Regions from separate parts of the Anser cygnoides genome. Here region 2 is linked to region 1. Evidence: chromatin contacts called from public Hi-C data. All regions are on one chromosome and are shown on one strand. Each heading gives the region's core, a stretch centred on a gene start, on an enhancer-like site or on the middle of the called end of the contact. The rest is flanking DNA. Distances are from core to core; before and after follow the strand shown. Region 1 holds the start of SPRYD7 (SPRY domain containing 7). Region 2 holds the start of ATP7B (ATPase copper transporting beta).

Region 1 (6,194 bases), core at 2,569-5,068:
TCTCCGAGGGTGAAACACCGAAGAAAAGAGCTGAGGGCATTTCCCAGACTTATCCTGGGCTCCAGGTCTACCTTTATTTCCCACTGAAGGAGGTTCAGGCTTCACGGCCCGTTGCAGAGGTGCTGGAGCACTCCCAGAATCAGGTCCAGCTTTAGGATGATAACTTCTTGAAGCACGCTGCTCTATTCATGTGAGCATATCCTCAAATGGAGAGAGGCAACCTGAGATGTGCTGTGTGGCTGCTGTCGGGACCTAAATATGGAAATAAACCTGCCAGAGAGGCGATGCCAATACAGCTCAGTAAGAAGACACTGTGAGACAACATGAATAAACCATTCAGAGCAGCGCTGTGTATCAAACACCTTAGCCGTGTATAAACGTCGCACAACTACATTGCATCTGACCACACTTCTTTTTCAACAGATACATCTGGGCTGTATTAAACACTCCAAAGGAGAGATCAGAGAAAGCAGTTTCTTGTTATCATTCCATAAAAACTACTTTTCATATGCATTGTAGAGACAGTAGCCATTAAAAATCCGTGAAGGATCATCAGCAGCTGAAATGATCGACTGCAGTTTTGAGGTCTGAATTTCAGAGACTGCCTCGGTGTCTGCAGGGTCTCTGATGACTATTTTAGCAGTGCCAAAAAGTTCCCTAGTTTTCCATGCGGAACTTTGACCCGCACGGTTAACTAATATTCAGCTCGTCGCCAGATTTCCCCGTTAGGAGGAAAACGTGGTGGTGAATTCAGTTATCTCCTTGGTGTAATCCTATTTATTTACAAAGAATGTACAGCCACGTCCCGTTTCCTTGCACGCAGAGGAAGCAAATGGGAGGGAATACGGCGCGGCGGTCCAAGTCTGCTGCTCTCGCCAGGATGCTTGCCCAGAAGAAGCTGTCCCTTGGCTTTTTCTCAGGGCCATGCACCACTGCTTCTCCCACTGTCTGCTGGCTCTCGCGTGGTGTTTCCGCTCCCTGACATGCACGCAGGCAAACACAGCTGCAACCAATCTGCGCTCTTGCTGCCGTGCTTGCAAGCGGTCCCCGGAGAACTCTGACTTTCCCCAAATTAGTGCTTGCTCATACGAATTAGCTCATCTCAGTGCCTGGCTGTGCAGCCCGGTGCCCTGGGCAGCGGTTTCTAGTTTGTCGCTATCTTACGCCATAAAAGCGCTTAATTGCTCCTTCCTGAATGAAGCCTGGCCAGCCTGCCTGTCGGTTTTAATGAGGTTTGTGATTGCCTATAGATCAAAGCCCTGCCCTGATCGGTTCTGCTTCTACGGCATAGAAAGGAAAGGGGAAGTGACCTCCAAAGTAAACAGAACAACTGGGAACAAAATTAATTTTCATACACAATTTCTGCTATGACTTGGCGAGTGTCAGATTAACTGCATGAAGTAGGAGACTTCCTACAGAAAGTAAATCCTCCCCAGAACACGTTATAACGAAGATTTGAAGAGTAAGAGCACAACCTGTTTTTCATCTGAGACCTTGTCTGTATCATCTTCCAAACCACAGGCCTGACCCTGTGAGTGGAAGGACTGCTTTCAGTAAACAAACCTTGATTTTCCAGTCCTGCGCCATCATTTACTTCTGTGCAAGCCCCACGAAGATGTTACTACATCTATTCCAGCACATTTAATAACTTTTTTTTTTTTGCTTTCTTTAATTCATTTTCACAGGTGGAAATGCCTCCAAAATGCTTGTGGCAGTGGAGGAGCAATTCCCAGTGTTTTTCCCTAGCAAGGCTCTGATGAAGAGGAATTATCGTGCTGAGACTAATTGGTGATGTTGTATTACATGCTGTAACAACGGGTGATACATAGTTCCCCTCTCTCCTGCGAATTTGGTGACATCAGGGAACCTTACCGAGACGTATTTGCAGCCTGTGGATCTATTTTGCAGGGCTAATGAGAGACAGTTGTGTTTTGTGAATGAAACTCAGAGCAAGGGAACAAAACAAGTCTATGACCACCCTTCTCTTCCAGCACAATCTCCAGCGCTCCCATGTTTGTGAAATGGATGAGACCTGGTCTTCTTTTCTGTTCTTTTTCCTGTTCTTCTAACATGGTTCCCAGACAAAATGTCTCTGCTGCTACTGTTCAAGGGAAAAAAAAAAAGCTAAAACCCTGTGAGCAACAAGCATGTTTAGGCATGCTGAGCATAATTTTGCTTCCAGTGTGGGAGGGCCCTAAATACTTGGCCTCCCCAGCGAAAGAAATGCACATTCAAGAAATTCAGCAGACGCTGAATTAACCCTTCATTGCCAACCACAGTTATACATGTGAATGCTGGAGCCCAGATCTCCATTTCCTTGGGGCAGCTGCTTGGGCATTGTACAAATTTTGTGAAATCTTGCTGTTCAAATATGCTCTAAACAGGCTGTCAAGAAAAAATTACAGATATGGTACTATCTTGCTGCCATTTCTCACCTCCTCCTCCACAAGAGGCATACAAAAAAGTTGTATTTATTACCAGCTGACATTCCCTTTTTCCACCTGACCAGCCTTGTCCCCTGTTGCTTTTCCCAGGTGGGGCTTGGCAGCTTTACCATGCACCCTGCCGTGACACTGAGCTGTCACCAGCACTGGGCTTGGTGCTGGCTCTGGGGGACACCCAGCGCCACAGCTGCTGCTGTCTGGGGACTGGTGAAACCAGGATCTCCAGTAAGAAAGCATTGGAGTGGGAAAGTGCCAGCAACCGCCCCCCAAAAGCCTTGTTCCCCTTTAGTCTGACAGCTTTGGCAAGATGTGCTTGTTTCCCCAGTGGTCATTCTGGGGAAGAAAGGAGATTATTGGGGCACAGAGAAGAAATAGGATAGGAAGTCATCTGGAGGTTGCGTCTCTTCCTAAGTCTTTTTTTTTTTTATATATAATATATTAACATTTGTCATTTAGCATTTACTGTAACAAACCCGCAGTGTGCGACAGACAATAAAAATCCCGCAGTGACTTAAATGGGACTAATTATGTGAACAACGAGCTACCAATGAGGACGACGATGCCCTACATACGAAATGAATAAACATCAGTTTCCACCTAATATTTACTTCTTAGAAGTCCAAGAATAATCCCATTTGGCATATTTTAAGGAAGTCAGCTCTTGACCCCAAATGTTTATGGGCTGTAACAGTAAGTCCAATAAAAGAAAGGAAGCATATTTTAAAGCTGCTCTTAAAATCAGATTGGTTTTAGGCACAATTTTGAGGAAGGCAGCATTTCACCTCATGTTTCAAGCGAAGGGGTAAGTGTGACTGATACAGCCCATCCAGACCAATAAGATATTTCTTGCCGTGAAGCTTTCCTTTAACAAAGGATGTGAACACCCGCGTAAGCCCCCAAGACGGATGATGTTGTACCACATGGGTTACATTAGGTGCATACTGCAGGAAAACGTTAAGGGAGCTTTCTAGGTGAAATGTAGCAAAATGAGATGGCAGCTGAAAACCACGGGGACCAATTTCATCTCAAATTGGAGATAAATATGCCTTTAAACACATGTATTTTGATGTCGGCAGAGCGTTGTGGACCAGCAGGCACGACATTTGCCGGAGGTTTCTCTGACAGAAAATCCGAGCGGGAAGCGGGGTGAAGGGAGCAAAGCGGGGTCCGGGCGGGCTCCCACTGTCGCATTATCACCCCTCACTGCAGGGGAGGCACAGGGGAGGCACAGCCGAGCCCAGCCTGCCCGGCTGCCAGCCCCCGGCCCGCTGCGAGGCCTCTCCCCGAGGGCCGGGCTCCCCGCGCTCCCCTCAGCGCCCCGCCATGTCGCACCCGCCCGCCGCCACCTCCCGCCCGCCAGGGGGCGCCGCGACCCGCCGCCATCTCGCGGCTCGGCGGCGGCTGCGCGCTTCGGCCCGGCCCGGCCCGGCTCGGCTCGGCTCGGCTCGGCTCGGCTCGGCCCGGCCAAGCCATGGCCGCCTCCGCCTTCTGCTGCCTCCGCTGGTGCCGGGATGGCGGCGCCGGCCACATCCCGCTGAAGGAGATGCCGGCGGTGCAGCTCGACACGCAGCGCATGGGTGAGCGCGGCTGCCCCTCAGCCTCGGGGAGGCGGCTCCCGGGGCCGGGAGGTGTCACCGCGAGAGTTATTTTGGGGGGAAAAGCTGTCGTTTTGGGGTCGCCGTGCATGAGGCGGTGAGGGGGAGGCCTCAGGGGGCTCTCGCCTTGCTTTGTGGCGTGGGTTGTGGTGGAAGGGCGCGGGGAGGGGTCGGCACTTGGCAGCAGGTGCCTGGGAATGCAGCCCACCGCCAAGGGATGCGAAGGGATTCGCATCGAAAGAGTTTGCAGAGGAAGCCGAAAAAAATAAAAATAAAAATAAAAATAATAAAAAGAGGTTTGAGTTAGGTTCAGTTGAGGCAGATGATGTGAGCGGGTGTGCGGTCACCTTCCTTGGCTTCAGGGAAGGAGCAGAACCGTTTGCAGCCTTGCCTGAAGCTCTTCTTGAGGTGATCTTCACACCAAGCCGTGCCCAGGCTCCATCGAGGAGGCAGCCCTTCATCCACAGCTCAGTGAGGAGGAAAGCAGCCTGGCTGCTTTCCAGCGCAATTCCTGGCCTGTTTTGGACCTGGGGAGTCTACCATATTCATGGCTGTGCCAACGGTACCTATAGGTGAAGTCTTCTGCCAGAGAAAGAGAACCTAGCAGGATTACGTTTCTTTTTTTTCCCCTCTCCATACTGGCAGGCATGTTTCTAACAAAAGGACTTCACCTGAGAATACCTGAACGCCTCGCAAGTCCATCACATGTTTCTACTTGATGTGCCTTTCCTTCTCACTGCAGAATGTTTTTCTCCAGTCTATAGAGACCGAGTACAGGGCTTAGGTCCTCCTCACAGCGAGCCCTTCTGACTAAATTGTAAGTTATGCCTCTGATGTGGCTGAGCAAAGGCTGTAATCAGCGTGGTGCCTTAAAGCCCAAGAGATGAAATTAGAGCAGCGTATAGGTTTTAAATAAATAAACCCTACTTGAAAGATGAACCAGCCTATAAACAGCCTCCCGTTTCTTACTTCAAAGCGTGGCCCGTCATCGTAATTCTCTTGGACTAATGAAGCTCTTACTTGGGGCTGAAAGAACAAAAATTGTTCTCCGTGTCTAGGGCTTTTAAGGGCCGCTTCCAGACTTCTGAAAATGTTTTGAAGTTCTGTGTTTTGTTTTCTTCTTGCAGGAACAGATGTTGTCATTGTTAAAAACGGCAGGAGAATATGCGGCACAGGAGGCTGCCTAGCCAATGCACCTTTGCATCAGAACAAGAGCTATTTTGAGTTTAAAATCCAGTCCACAGGTTAGTCAGCAAAAATGTACAACTTTAAACGTGGAAGGTATGTCAGATTGCTCGCTGTCGGTCGTATCTCAAATGCCGAGCACATGCATCTTTCAAATTGCATCCTTGAACTTTGTGAATATTGGAGGCTCTTATAGGTTGTCATTCTGTAAAATGAAATTTTTTCTTATTCTTATCTTTAATTGTGGCTCTGCAATATTGAAAAGAAGGGTAAGTGCAAATCCTAAAACACCATATTATTTTGTATGCTGTTATATGCATGTGTTTTGTTAACATTTTAGAAATGTATTTTGGTAAATACACATTTATGACCACATAAAACACTGGCCATGAAGTGTTAGCTTTTTAATAGTGCAGTTTATCCAGCAATGTTTCTGGCTATTTGTCTACCTTGATTTGCTATTAAGATGTACTGTGCTTGAGCAATAGTAACATTCCTTGTGCTATGCTTTGCACTCCAAATCTAATGTGTAGCACTTTTTCAACACTGCTTTATCAAGAGGAGCCTTTCAGCACCCTGTTCATTTGTTTTGTACGGTTTTGCAATGCAAGGTAGCAGAAAGTGAATGAAATTTGGAAACATTGTACTTTTACTAATACAGTCTGCTTCAACTAGTACAGAGGGCACTCCAGACTTATCAGTATTATAATATTAAAAATCAGACTGTATTTTTAAAAACATCAGATATTAAAGATGGGGCTGTTCTTTCTCAAAGAGCAGAGAGAAGAAAGGAGAGAAGTGTTTGTCCAGAGACAGGCTTCACAATACTGGAGCTTGAACCCAGTGCTTTTTGGGTAGGGATTGTTTGCACTCACTTGGTTTGGGGTGCTGGCACTGTGAACATGAATCTATCTAAAACACCTCACACTCAAACCATTTGTTTTTAAACCAGTTTGGTTTTAAACTACAT
Region 2 (6,194 bases), core at 1,582-4,081, 970 kb before region 1:
TTACACGCTCTTCATCTTGCTGGTTACGACAGCCTCCAATTAAAACAAGCTTCAGTGATGGCTGCTGCCCCAGTCCCTTCTCTTTCAGCAGCTTAGCAAAGGCTCTGATCTGCAAAGGATGATCTTTCTCAGGCCTGAACTGGCTGACGGAAACAACTGAACATTCAGCGGTGCTCTTTTCCTCTTCCAGTGGAATATCCAGGAAAGTTTGGACGTCACACGGCGGATACACCACGCTAGTGCAAGCCCCAGTTCTCCAGATGGAAAGGATGTGATTGAGCGTCCACGAAGAATTAACCATAACCACGTCGCTGCAAGAACCGACCAATCCATACAAGAACGCAAACAAGTAGTAGTAGACGAGTTTGAATTTGCTGAAGAGCGGATTGTTTGTAATGAAGGCTGCGTTGTTAAACCTGGTGTCCTGATTCCTGACCACAGACAGCATATCGGTGCTGATGGTGGGATAGTGGACGTAACATCCAACGCGACAACCTCCTAAATATTTAAAGAGGGGGAGCGTGAAGGCGTAACCCATCGAGTCAATATAAATGTCAGGAACACACTTCAGAAGAGCTTCCCAGCCAAGGAACACAGAGCCTAAGCTTTGTCCCAGCAAAGTGAAGTGAGGATAAAGAGAAGCTTCCACGAGATAGCGTTTTTCTAGAAACACAAACTTCACAGGATGAGTTAATTTAATATTGAACCTTCTGAAAGCACCTGCTACTATTTCTTCTCCAGTGGCATCTCTGTCACCAGTGTAAACAACACACGTTACGTTTTTGTACCTGTAAGAGTAAGGAAAAAGGATTTCACACGTTCTCATAAAGTTTTATAACATGAAACTAAAACATTATCCATTCAAAATTAATCCAAAAGAATGTTCAAAGCAAACATCTCTGTAATGATTTTGATTTAACTAAACTGATTCTATGAATTCTTTCCCTTATACTTCTATTTTATTTTTTCTGACCCACAGTAAAGCATGATGACTGAAGACTGTTTTTTTTTAGAGTAAAAGATAAATGAGCTCCGTATTAATCAATATCAGACTTAAGAGTGCCTTGCACTACATTAGATGTCCATCTAGCACACAGCATGAACAAAATGCAGAAGGCTGCACAAAGCCAGGGGTTGTGCCAATGCTGAATCCACTTCAGATATTAACTTTGTCTCCCGCAACAAGAGGCGAGTATCAAAACTAGAATTTGTGTGCAGGTAACTGATGTGTCCCTAAAAGTCCAATACTGATACCAAAAAAAAACGATGAGAGAGGAGCGGTTCGGCTTAGGAGGAAAGAAGTGACAGGTGCCGCAGTTGTGCAGAAGACACAGGATGGAATAAAATCCGGGCAGAGTGCTGAAGCAAGAAGGCGCAACCAGGTGAAACACAGATCTAAAAAGAAAACCTTTAGGGCCTGTACATTAACGATACCCATTTAAATATGCAAAAATAACACAATTTGCATAAAGAATACCATAAGAAGCTGAGCGTGAAATGTTGTATTTGATAAACGTGTGCTTACTTTTTCTGGATCGTCCTTATGGCACACCACAAGACCCTCTCCCCTCCGCCCCCCGCGTTGCAATACGGGTGAAAAAACGCCACCAGCACGGGCCGCTGCCCGTCCCTCCCTGCCGGGCTGAGCCGCTGCTTCCTCGCCTGCAGCCAGAGCCGCGCTGCCCACAGCAGCACCGCCACGCAGAGGCACAGAGCTCCGCTGAGAAACAACGCCGGGACCAGCAGCGAGCACAGCAACCTGAAAGGAGTGGGAAATCGTTAAGTAGAGGAGTTAAATAATTAATTGTTACATAGAAGAGACACAGCGCGGTGACAGGACGAGGGGGAATGGGCTAAAGTTGCACCAGGGGAGGTTTAGGTTGGATATTAGGAAGAACTTCTTCATACCGAAAGGGTTGTTAGGCATTGGAATGGGCTGCCCAGGGAGGTGGTTGAGTCACCATCCCTGGTGGTCTTTAAGAGACGTTTAGATGTAGAGCTTAGTGATATGGTTTAGTGGAGGACTTGTTAGTGTTAGGTCAGAGGTTGGACTCAGTGATCTTGGAGGTCTCTTCCAACCCAGATGACTCCGTGATTCTGTGATAGAGAGATGGGCTTATGGGTAGAGAGCTATGGGGCGATATCGGGAATTAGATCACTGATATTGGTGGTTCATTTCAACGACTATCATAAAAGCGTGTTGTTTGGGGAAAGATTTTTTCCGATGATCAATTCTGGAGCATTAATACTAGATATTTGTGCATACATATATATATATATACATGGCATATATAGTATCAGGATAACATGCTGACATACACAGACATTACATTACACACTATACACCCATATACACACCACATAAAGGCACATAAAGACATATAAAGGCTACAAGCCATATAAAGGCTGCAAAGCCACAGCAAACAACCCTTAAACAGACTTTTTCGAGCTTTCCCTCAGCCGAGCCAGCCCCTTTAGGCCCTGCATTACTGTAGAGCCGCTCAGCCTGCCCTCAGAGCACAGCCCAGCACCACGTTCCCCTCCCCGGGCTCCCCTCCCCTCCCCGGGCTCCCCTCCCTGAGGCAGCTGAGGGTGGCCCCAGCCCGGGGCCCGCTCCCCACAGAGGTGCCGCCCCCTCCTCCCATACCTGCCCGTCCCGCCCGCCACCATCTTGTGGCGTCCTGACGGAAGAGGAGGCAGCCCGGGGGGCGGGGCCAAGCGGGCGTTGCGTCTCCCTCTCATTGGCTCCCCGCGGGAGATGGACAGGCAGGGGGCGGGGCATAGAATGGGCGCCTGAGGGGAGGGAAAAAGGCAGCAGGGGGGTGGTGGGGGCAAAAGTAGGGGGGCGCTGTTTGTGGGGTTTGCTGTGGGTACTGCTGGATCTCGGGTTTTCACCTCCTCTTTTACCTCCCCTTCTGTTTTGTCTCCACTGGGGGGATACTCACAGACCGGAGGAATGGTGTAGTGATAAGCTGGGCTGTGCTGCTTTTCCAAACGCTGCTGCTGCAGCTGCGTCGTGCAGGGAGGCTTCGTGTGCCTAAAATGGCCGCCTGGGGAGCGGGGTGAGAAACCCGGTGTGTGCCCCCTCACCGTGTGAGGCTGCCGAGAGCTAGATGAGGGGGAGCGTTTACACATTGTAGCCCTGTCTGCCAAAACCTGAAAGGAAGGTGCGGGGAGCTGGGGGTCGGCCTCTGCTTGCAGGTAACCAGTGATAGGACTAGAGGGAATGGCCTCAAGTTGTGCCAGGGGAGGTTCAGGTTGGAAATGAGGAGACATTTCTTCTCAGAAAGAGCAGTCAGGCACTGGGACGGGTTGCCCAGGGAGGTGGTGGAGTCACCGTCCCTGGGGGTGTTCAAGGAAAGGTTGGACGTGGTGCTTAGGGACATGGTTCAGTGGGTGGTAGTGGTGCAGGCAGATCTGTTGCAGGTAAGACTGTCTCCAGTCTCTTGCAGAGCTGATCTGTCCAAAATTGGAAGGTATTTCAAAGATGCTTTACCTCTACCAAACCCTGATCTTTCAACCTCATTGAGGCTGAAGCTCTCTCTTCCATGTCATAGCTCTTGGTGTGTTTTGAGGTCTTGGGGCTGTTTGGGATGCTTGTGAAGGTCCTCCTGTGGCTTCCTGATCAGCAGATGTTGTAGGGCCAGGAGTTTATTTGAACATTGCTATAGCTTGAAGCCAAGAGACAAAGCCTCTGCTGTGTTGGAAGTGGAAAGAGCTGAGTGTAAGTAATGATTAGTTGGTGCTGACCCACCTGGGTTGTGTGCTGCTTACAGGGAGCCTCACATGGGGGTGAAAGTTGGAAACGTGTCAACCCTTGAAAGTTAGAGTTGTAGTAGTTGTTGCTGATGTTATTTAAATGCCTTCACTGCCCTAATTACAACTGCCTGTACTTTTTTCGAGGGCATCTCTGCCTTTATGTGAGCAGTTACATTGGAACAGTTATCTTGGGAAGCCTGGCCAGAGTGACTTAACATTTCTAACATTTCATTCCTGATCCAACGCTTCTCATACATTGGGAGCAACAGGCCCTAGTTACTCTCCCTTAATCTTCTTCTCTTCCCCAACAGACCAGCTGCCTGAGAACCATGTCAGATGCTTGCAGAAGAGATCTGTGCTGGATTCACACCTCTCAACTCGAGACACATTTCTTGCAATGTCAACATTTGAAGCTAACTGCCCGGGTTCAGAGAAGAGGTATAGTTCTTCTAGGGAACAAGCAGTCCGGTCTGTTTTAGATGATGAAAGTTGTGTGTCTCTCCACTGACTTGAAAAGGAGCTTATAGCCACTCCCTTGGAAGGTATGAGTCTTAGATTGAGTTTATTTATGAAGCTGGTGGATCACAAGTTAGCCACGGCTTAATTAAGATGAGACTGAATGAGTTCTGAGAAGCAAGTTAAAAAAAAAAAAAAGGTAGACGTCTACATACCATTTTGTTGCCAGAGCCATACATGACAGATGCTGTGTTTTGAATTTAAGTCTCTGTTCAGTCATCAGACACCTTTGACTTCATATGGCTAGAAAAGTGAAACTTGTTCTTTCCAGTCAAGGCTCATTGCAAGCTTAGTGGTAGTGGGAATGAGAAATGAGGATTTAGCCTACAGAGCTTCCAGTGCAAGGCATATCATTTCTTCAGGGATTCCTAAATGTCGGGAGTATGTTTTAGCTTGAGCCCAACAAAATATTTTGCTTTTCCTGAAATGGTATAACCACTTTTTTGTGAGTTCCTAAAATCTCCTCTTAAGGAATGTATATGTTTGTGCATTTTGGCAAATGGAAGAAAAAGGCTGATCTCCACAGGCACAACAGAAACAGCTGCCTTGTGGCAGCAAACTGGATTTGCAGTGCGTGAACTTTCCAGCAGGGAGAGCCTCAGAGTTTGTTCAGGGAGTCGGACAGCCAGGCATGCTTTGTGCACAGCACTGCCACTGTGGGACATAGGTCTGGCACTTCCCAGAAAAATTTTTGCACGGATGCAGATCGACTGGCCAGCTTTAGTGCTACAAAGCCTCTACAGTCACGTAATTTTCCTGGTGACAGTTCAAGAGCAAAGTATTCGTAGAACTGTTCTTGTCTTGCTTTTGCTCCCAAGGCAAACAACAGATAGGCCAGAGGAATTGTTTTGGCAGGAGAAGCTATCTCTGATGTATTTTTTTTGGTGTTTTTTTTTTTTTTTGAGGCTTCATGGTGCTTTCCTTATAATGTACACTTATTTCTTGACGGGTACTTCCATGTAGAATAATCCAGGAAACATGATGTCTTTTAAGGCTGCATATAACCTATACATAGGCTGCATATAACCTATAGCTCAGCCACATTGAAATAAAGCATCTGCATAAACAAATACATAGTCTGGTGCAACTTTTCCAGATCTTTACCAGTGCTAAGCAGGAGAAGAGTGCAGTACAGTGGGGCCCCTGTTTCTTTTGCAGATCTTTGTGCATATTTTATAGTCACCTCAGACTGCCTGGGATGCTCTCTTTATTTTGGAAGCATGTAAACTTGCTCGTTGTAGGGAGAAATCTGCATGGTGGTGGGAGTACCAAATAGTGTTCTTAGTTCTAATAATTTATAGTTCACAGAACCACAGCAGGGCTGAGGCTGTCAGGGAGCTCTGGAGGCCCCAGGCCCCAAGCCCCGCTCCAGCAGGGCCCCCCAGCGCAGGGTGCCCAGGACCCCGTCCAGGCGCCTTGTGCCGCTCTCCCAGGAGGAGACCCCACAGCCTCTCTGGGCAGCCTGGGCCAGTGCTCAGCCGCCCGCCCAGCACACAAGTGCTGCCTGGTGCTCAGAGGGAGCCTCCTGCCTGCCCCTCGGTGCCCACTGCCCCTGGCCTGGCGCTGGGCACCCCTGAAAAGAGCCTGGCTGCGGCCTCTTTGCCCCCTGCCTGCGGGGATTCACAGCCCTGGGTGAGATCCCCCTGAGCCTCCTCTTCTCCAGGCTGAGAAGTCCCAGCTCTCCTGGCCTCTGCTCACAGGAGAGATGCTCTGGTCTGCTGATCTGTTTTATTTTTTCTGTAGTCCATCTAGGGGTAATTAAAGACAAGCTGTATTAATACTTTCAAAGTTTTTTTTTGTTAGCTTTTTTTTAATCACAGGGTATTCATCTTTTGATGTGAGCAATGTGAAAACTGTGTTGCAGACAGCCTTAGAGACTGCAAAGGATACCTTTAATGTGTGAATATCCAACGCAGACT

What was found. A called contact is a pair of places that touch in the nucleus more often than the background predicts.
Region 2: a contact with region 1 is called in a Hi-C map of liver, with 2.7 times the contacts expected there. The contact joins the promoter of ATP7B here to the promoter of SPRYD7 in region 1. A contact is called at or near these places in 2 of 7 Hi-C or Micro-C datasets (both in liver).

The regions. Positions count from the first base shown.
Region 1 is chr1:183,358,334-183,364,527 of Taihu_goose_T2T_genome, reverse strand. SPRYD7 (SPRY domain containing 7) reads left to right here and starts at 3,818. Exons shown (of 5, transcript XM_048052495.2): 1 at 3,818-4,021; 2 at 5,167-5,283. The coding sequence starts at 3,916. It overlaps LOC106035048 (a long non-coding RNA gene), which reads left to right. Exons shown (of 10, transcript XR_010828067.1): 10 at 1,686-3,609.
Region 2 is chr1:184,324,954-184,331,147 of Taihu_goose_T2T_genome, reverse strand. ATP7B (ATPase copper transporting beta) reads left to right here and starts at 2,831. Exons shown (of 23, transcript XM_066989548.1): 1 at 2,831-3,201; 2 at 4,071-4,197. The coding sequence starts at 4,089. ALG11 (ALG11 alpha-1,2-mannosyltransferase) reads right to left here and starts at 2,762. Exons shown (of 4, transcript XM_013179668.3): 1 at 2,648-2,762; 2 at 1,526-1,759; 3 at 1-788. The coding sequence starts at 2,742.